2 separate regions of the Pan troglodytes genome follow, and region 1 is linked to region 2. Evidence: chromatin contacts called from public Hi-C data. All regions are on one chromosome and are shown on one strand. The core of a region is the stretch at or near the end of the contact, and the rest is flanking DNA. Distances in the headings are between cores, read along the strand shown. Region 1 has its middle 50 kb from the start of CLVS1. Region 2 has its middle 190 kb from the start of CLVS1.

Region 1 (3,683 bases), core at 245-2,744, 140 kb after region 2:
TATTTATTTATTTATTTATTTATTTTTTGAGGTGGAGTCTCACTCTGTCACCCAGGCTGGAGTGCAATGGCATGGTGTCGGCTCACTGCAACATCCACCTCTTGGGTTCAAGCGATTCCCCTGCCTCAGCCTCTCGAACAGCTGGGATTACAGGGTCCTGCCACCACACTCGGCTAATTTTTGTATTTTTAGTAGAGATGGGGTTTCACTCTGTTGACTAGGCTGGTCTCGAACGCCTGACCTCGTGATTCACCCGCCTCGGCGTCCCAAAGTGCTGGGATTACAGGCGTGAACCACCTTGCCCAGCCCATGTCTCAGTTTTTAATATTCCATTATGAGTGTGGTGACCAATTTCGGTGCCATGTTATTGTTGAAAAAACAAAGCTTAAATGTAGAAGACTGTAACAAAGTAATTGGGTGTTGGGGAATGATGGGAAAGCAGTGACTGTGTTTGAGTGAATGGCGATCTGCATCTGTTTACCTTCAGTGTCTTCCATTCCCGCCTGCCTGGTCGCTGCCAAGCCTCACGCCCATGCAGGGGCTCAGCTCTGAGTGGAGAAGGCCAGTGTGTCAAGGCACACCTTTTAGCCAAGGGAGACAGTGCTAGGGCAGATGCTCACCCAGAATCCGCTCACCCAGGCATGCTGGACCCTGAACATCCTGGGAGGCTTCTTAGCAGATGGCTCTGGAGAGCAAAGATGTCCAGCTTTCCCTTTCCTGTTTTCTTCCCTCCCACTCTTGCATTTCCTCTTCCTCTATCTGGAGTCTTCTCCTCCCCCAGTACCCTTTCCTCTAACTTCCTTCCACCCCACAACCTGTCCTGACCACACTGCCCACCTTCTCGCTTACCCAAGCTCTTTTGCATTCTCTCTCTTTCCTCCCATTTAAAGAACATTTGCTATATACTGGGCACCTTAGTACATTACATACATTTTGTTTTCATTATATCATTTTTCCCAATGCTATAGTGTAGCAATATTTATTTCCATTTTGCAAATGAAAAATGGAAACATTAGGAAATGAGAACTGTGAAGGAGATACAGCCCGAGAGTGATGGAGATGGGCTTTGAACCTGGATCTTCTGACAGCAGAGTCTGTACTTGTGAGTGTCGTGTTGTACTGACATGTAGCCCTCAGAGGCTGACATTTCAGCATGCATGACATGTATATGGGTGGAATGGGGAGGGCCAATGTTTAGGGGTAGGTGTCCTGTGCAGCACTGTGCGAGTCCTCGTCCAGCTTCATCCATGACCAGGCTTGGTGCTGTGCTCCCCCGCTTTTTCCATCTGTGCCAGCTCCCACTGCCTCCATCATCACCTGTCTTCACCCCGCTCCTTTGTTTTTCATTCATTACACTGTGGGCTAGCTTCTTCCTCCTCACATCTAGGGAGGCATTATTACTTTGCAAACAAAACATGTCCTGCTTGCCCTAGAAGATGGGTTGTCTGCAGAGATTTCCTGCAGACTGCTGTGCTCATCGTGGCTCAGGATTCTTGTAAACTGCAGTCACAGAGGGTGGCACTTCCTGCCGGAGGGAACCTTGTCCTCTCCCTGACCTCTGCCTTATTATCCCTTGCCGTCCATCTTGGAATCCCTCTCCCATTTGCACTGAGGCCCTCCTGCTACCAACATCAGGACATCCCAGGCAGGGAGAGAACCGTGTCATTTGGAGATGGCAGGGGACAGACAGACATTGCCAAGTGGGCTGTTTTCCTGCCTCGGTCCTTCCTGGCCATTCGGTGGTCCACATCCTGACCCTCCCCCATAACCACTGGAGGCCAAAACTTGCAACGTTCCTGAGCCCCAACACAGCCAATTATGCCACAAATAAATAAAGATGGAGAGAGCAGGGGGCTCCTTCCCAGCCTCCATATAGAGCCTTCTTTGAATGACATGGCTCTGGTCCCAAGCTGTGGCTGAGAATGTGTTTCAGGGCTGTACCTCAGACAATGCTGGCCCAGTCTCCTTCCCCAGCTCCCAGCTGCATTTTGCCTCTGGCCTGGGAGTCTCTGCATCTCTCCCCTCTCATGCTCTCTTTCTCTCTCTCGGTCCTTTGGTCATTTTCTTTCCAGATTTTAAAAAGGGGAAGGGACTGGAAAACAAATTCAAACCCTGATTTTTGAGTGGGGTGAAGCCTTCTGCATGAAGAAATAAAAGATCATACATTGATAGCTTGGAAAACAATGGTAATATTTAATTAACCTTTTGAAATGGCTGATCTGCAAATCTGCACGTGTCAGCTCATCTTCAGAACAGAGGCACTGTGTGTGCCGATGCCAAAATCAACATGCTGGTCCATGGATTTCCTCCATGGGGATTTCACAGGGGGAAAAAGTAAGAATATATTCCATGACCCCTCCTCCCACCATCAGTTGTGTTACTTTTAAAAATTCATGTGATCCAGCTGCCCTCGCCAAGGTTGGACGCAGCCTGTTGTGCTGCACATCTGAGGACCCCGAGCTGAAGCTTGGCTCTTGTCCCTGTCATTGTAGCAGACAGGCCTCGGGCCTCCTGGGGGACTGAGGGTCAGTTCTGATGACAGCAAAAATCAGCTCGATGCAGTTGGAGTTCTCCCAACACGGTGCATATCCACAGGACAAAGGGAATTAGACTCATCTGCAAGTGTCAACTCTCTGACTTTTTAGTGTTTTTTTTTTTTCTTTCTTGTAAAGGTGGCGTGGTCTCTTAGTTTGAGAAGTCATGTCATCCAGGGAGCATGGAGGTTGGCTCATTAAAATATCACTTGGTTAAAGTAAATCAGTGTTGATGGAATTGTTTAAGATATTCCCCCTTGTGGAGCTGGTGTGCCACGCTGATCAACTTGTTACTCCCATCACCATGGGCTACGTGGAAACTCCTCCTTTCTACTCTGCACCCCATACCTGCTTTAATGAGCATGTCTCCAAATGTAATCGGAAGCCTGAGTTGATGGGTGGTGACTCATACATTTCATTTCCTTTTATCAACGGCAGTAGCAGAAAGAATCAGGGAGGGTGATATTTTGCTCTTTGGGACTTCTAGGAATTAAAGGAGTATGGGCATCAAGAAAATGAATATGAAATAGGTGATTTCAACTGTACGTACACATCAGTCAAGCAACAACATGCACTTTGAAATGTTTAAAGAAATTCCTGTAACTTGTGAGAAGTCTTTAGTTGTTTTTATGTGTTTTGACTGATCAGAGAAAAAAGCATGGGGCTTTTAAGAAATGTGTGGCAAAACTGTAAAGCTTTGAATGAGGAAGATTTAAGGCTTATGAAGACTTGACGAAGGTAGGATGATGCACAGTGGGGTAAATGAGGCAATTATTTGATTGCAAAGGTCACTTTTTCCTAATTGGAAGGACACAGCATAGTTGGGCAAAACAACTGCAAAATAATCTTATCTCTGTCATTCTGGCAGGCTCAATAGATGTGGGGATCAATAAATGAGGCTGGAAGATATGAAGCGTTCCTTAAGGTGACCAGGAGAGTGCCTTTCTAGAAGTAGCTCCTCTGTGATGGCCTGACCATCAGTGACTCTGTTCACAGGGCAAGGACAAGAAGGCCAATGGCCACAATGTCCCAGAAGTGTTAGAAATACCAAATCTGCCAGTGGCAATTGCCAGGCTGAGACCCAAGGTCTTTTTGGTCCCAAAAAGCATGGAAGGTAGCAGGAAATAAGTTTTCCTGGAGGTAGAAAGA
Region 2 (3,997 bases), core at 690-3,189:
CCTAATGTAAGACTCTTAAGCATTTCATTATTGAGATTTTTGGTAGGGGAGTCACTTAATTTGAAGATTTTCTGGTAAGGGTTAGGATGATTGTTTTCTAAGTATTCTGGACTATTTAAGTTATTTTATGCAGTGCAACATAGCGCCACCCTCCCAATAGGTCTATTTGTCTATAAACCTTGTTTTGGATCTACAGATGTAGATTTGAATTTTAATTTGGATCTCCTTAATCAAATGTGTACTATGTAATTTAAATGAAATTAAATAATAAGCTAGTGACAAAATTTGAAATATTTTGACATCTAATATCTTTACCTTCTGAACGATTTACTCTTTTTCTTTTTTTGAGATGGAGTCTCACTTTGTCACCCAGGCTGGAGTGCAGTGGCACAACCTCGGCTCACTGCAACCTTTGCCTTCCAGGTTCAAGATTCTCCTGCTTCAGCTTCCTGAGTAGCTGGGCCCATAGACATCTGCCACCATGCCCGGCTAATTTTTGTATGTTTAGTAGAGATGGGATTTCACCATGTTGGCGAGACTGGTCTCGAACTCCTGACCTCAAGTGATCTGCCTGCCTCGACCTCCCAAAGTGCTGGGATTACAGGCATGAGTCACCGTGCCTGGCAGAATGATTTACTCTTACAATTTGTTTATCTCCTAAGCAGGTTGAAATTTTCTTCACTTGAACAAAGATGGCAGAATCCCATTTCACATGTTGGCAGGCATGCTATTTAAGTGTGCTGGTGCCTCTCCACAGTAGGATCCTGCTGTGAGCCTTCCCTTCTCATGAGGTCCTTCCTGGGCTCCCAGATAAATGTCATGATAAATTTGGAGTTGTAGCTAAAGGGCAGCCTAATAGATTTCTAATATATAATAAATAGTAGCACTAGGTCAAAATACTGCTTAGGAATCACTTTATACTCCAGGTGGCTTCCTCCATTGTCCCCTCGCCACCTCTGCATTTTGATCTGAAAGCTCGATTTCAAGATTACAAATGAGAGAAACCTGATTCTCTTCTGTGACAGGAGCCAGGTACTGCAATGGTTTGCAATCCAAAACCTCATAATTGTCAGCCTCAGTTCAAGAGACTTCACCTGGGATATAGGCTGGATGACTGAAACCTAAGCAGGCTGTAAAGTTAATAGTTTTGGGGAGTGCGCATGACAGTTTGGAAAACTCATCCTGTTTAACATGTTTCACTATGTTTCCCTAGGAGTCGGGAAGCTCAACATTTCAGAATTCAGCATTTGTGTTTGTTAATAGGCACTGGTGAGTTAATCCACACCACACCCTGGTAAGTTAGGCCAGTCTTGTTGCCACCAGCCCTTTACCAGGTGAGGCAGGGTCATTTGCCCAAGGCCAAGTAGTACACAAGTGTCGTGGCCAGAACTAGAATTTGGACTTTTCCAGCGGACGTGATGGCTAGCTGTGGGCCATCTTAGGATAAACCCACCATCAATGTTAATTCAGGTCTAGGATCTTAAACAAAAACCTAAAATAGATCAAGCTACAAGATATTTTAATAACTGATGGTGTGATCTGAAGAGCAAATCAGAAAGTTCCAGAATCTCATGCTGCATTACAGAAGTGATTATTGAAGAATGGCTGAAAGATGTTGAAGTAAAAAAAAAAAGCAATTAACAAGTAGGCTTTATATCCATGCTGAGTTAATGATATGATCTATGCAACTGACAGTCTAAATATTTCTGCATGTTACTGAGGATATTCACTGGGATTTCTGGATAGTGAATATTGCCCTTTCTTCTACCTTGTATCTGAATGGCCCTAAAAGCCAGCCCCGGCTTGTAGAAATCGAGATGACAAAGTCTGGAACCTATGGCTCCTACAAGGATGGAAAATAGCCCCAGCAGAACAGTGTTGCTTCATCTGTCCCCACCCACAGGGCTTTCCTAGGCTATTGTAGCTCTCATAGTGGATTTGCATATCTGTAGCTGCAGAGCTAATGTTCTCTCTCTAGGCTCAGGGGGCCCTGCAAGGCAGCTCCATGGTCCTTTCCATTTTATTGTAAGAGTTGGTGGAAAATGAGAGGCGGCCATTGTGTCTGACTGCGGAGGCATTGTTCTTCCCCAGACGAGGCTGGCCTCTTTCTCAGCTCCCGGTTTCTGCTCCTCCAGCCATGGCTAGCTTCTGAGGAGCAGCTGGACTAACTCAGAATTGCCCCAAGGGTTACTTAAAACCATGAAAAGAAATTTTACTCTCCAAAATGTAAAGTTACAAACTGCCCCCCAAACTCCTTTTCTTGGCAGTCCCAGTTTGTATAGAACCTGTGTGTTCTGATAGTAACACAGCCGTGGCAACTCAACGACAAAGTGCTGGCTCGAACCTCAGCCCCCAGCCCCTAGCCCACTTTGCGAAAAGAATTTCATTGACCATCAGAATATGTGGTGGTGGCAGTGGGGGATAAAATTAAAGCAGAAAATGTCCCTTTACATTTCAACCATAAAACCATCTGTTGCTGAGGACTGTGCAGGTATCAATTGTTTATGATCATTAAAATCTTGCTGTTGGGGATAGTTACTACAAAAACCTGAATATTGTTTATGATGTCGATGTCGGGGAAACCAAAGCTTTTTGTATTTATGTTGCTTTCTTATGTGGTTTGGGGGTAGGCCAAATGAGCAAAACAACAGTGGCCTTCCAAGGTGCATAGGCCTAGGAGAACATGCTGTAAAATATATGCAAGAAGAAAAGCAACTTTGAGAATCACTTGGTGTTTCTTGTATTTGGAGCTCAAATGACTAAATGGCCAAAATGTCATCTCCAGCTGACATGCTTCCAGCATGCCTGTTCTGGTCAGAAAGCTTACCCAAAGTAGTTTACAATTTTATTTTGTACTACGATATACCTGCTACTGGACACGCATCTGCAGATTTTAGGTGCATGCTGATCTAGCACATTTATTCTCATGGATTGTACGTATGGGGCATTACGTGCTCCCTGCCTTCAAGGAGATGCTGAAATCCACAACAACTTGAAGGGTTAGACAAACTTACTGTTTTAATAGCTGTTATAGGTACAAATTATCCTAGCCACTTGATTGTCAGTTGTGGCTAAATGTGTTGAATAAGGAGGAAGCTACTGAGCCCAGAGACCCTGGGAGAGGACATGTGGATTTGATCGGTTGTCCTTGCTCCTTGTAATTTTAGCTTCCTGCACCTGATCACTTTATCCAGAGCAGGAACAGCTTTAAACTAATCTTGTTTTGCTTTAAATGTAAACCATCTAGGCTTCTGAATTAGTGCAAAAAAGAAAAAAGTTTAGTAACTTCAGTTAAATCTCTAAGACTCACATCTCTCCTGCATCAACATGATCATGATATTCCCCTTCTCTTAGAGGTGCCACCAACGGTGACCTAAAAACGGAGGCAGCAATGCCCTGAGGATGGCATCCTGTTGCTGGTGTCCACAAGGTGATTTCCTTCTGGATCTGGACATTCTTGCTTGATGGACTAAATGCAGCCATGTTTTGCTTTCGGCCTTTCCACATTAAGTCTCTGCTCTCTTAGGGACAAATGTTATGGAGTCTTTTTGTGTATTAAGGACACTTTCTTTTGAAAGCCATGCCAGGGGTTATGCTAAACAAAGGGCATAATAGGCATCATTCTTGTCCTTAAGTAGCAACCAATTGGGAAGTATTTAATGGGCAATTGGAGGGTGTGTTGGAGGGTAGGGGTGAGAGAAAAAGCATATAGTCAGGGTTCTTCCAGTGCCTAAGAGTGTTGCTGAGGTAGGTAATATAAACAACAGATCTGCCCGTGCTTTGCAGATTTCAGGGCATTTATCCATGCATTGTCTCAATGGATACAACTTAGAAATAGGCCAGTTGTGACTTTAGAGATTAAAGAAATTAAGGTTCCGTGAGGCAAGGTTAGCAAGTGGTTTCGTTGAATCTTGCAGGCAGGTCTTTGGACTCCAAATCACATAGTGTGGTTTCTCTACCACATAATGACAGCAACCAGGTAACTCCTGCCACACAC

The links. A called contact is a pair of places that touch in the nucleus more often than the background predicts.
Region 1: a contact with region 2 is called in a Hi-C map of induced pluripotent stem cells, with 2.4 times the contacts expected there. The contact joins two enhancer-like sites. A contact is called at or near these places in 2 of 7 Hi-C or Micro-C datasets (induced pluripotent stem cells and stem cell-derived neural progenitor cells).

The regions. Positions count from the first base shown.
Region 1 is chr7:69,598,782-69,602,464 of NHGRI_mPanTro3-v2.0_pri, forward strand. No RefSeq gene overlaps it. Among named protein-coding and RNA genes, the nearest start is that of CLVS1, 50 kb to the right of the region's middle. Within about 2 kb of position 1,495, at least 9 of the 24 cell types and tissues checked have an H3K27ac peak or open chromatin away from gene starts, as enhancers often do. A contact at or near this core is called in induced pluripotent stem cells and stem cell-derived neural progenitor cells, where this site is marked.
Region 2 is chr7:69,457,757-69,461,753 of NHGRI_mPanTro3-v2.0_pri, forward strand. No RefSeq gene overlaps it. Among named protein-coding and RNA genes, the nearest start is that of CLVS1, 190 kb to the right of the region's middle. Within about 2 kb of position 1,940, at least 7 of the 24 cell types and tissues checked have an H3K27ac peak or open chromatin away from gene starts, as enhancers often do. A contact at or near this core is called in induced pluripotent stem cells and stem cell-derived neural progenitor cells, where this site is marked.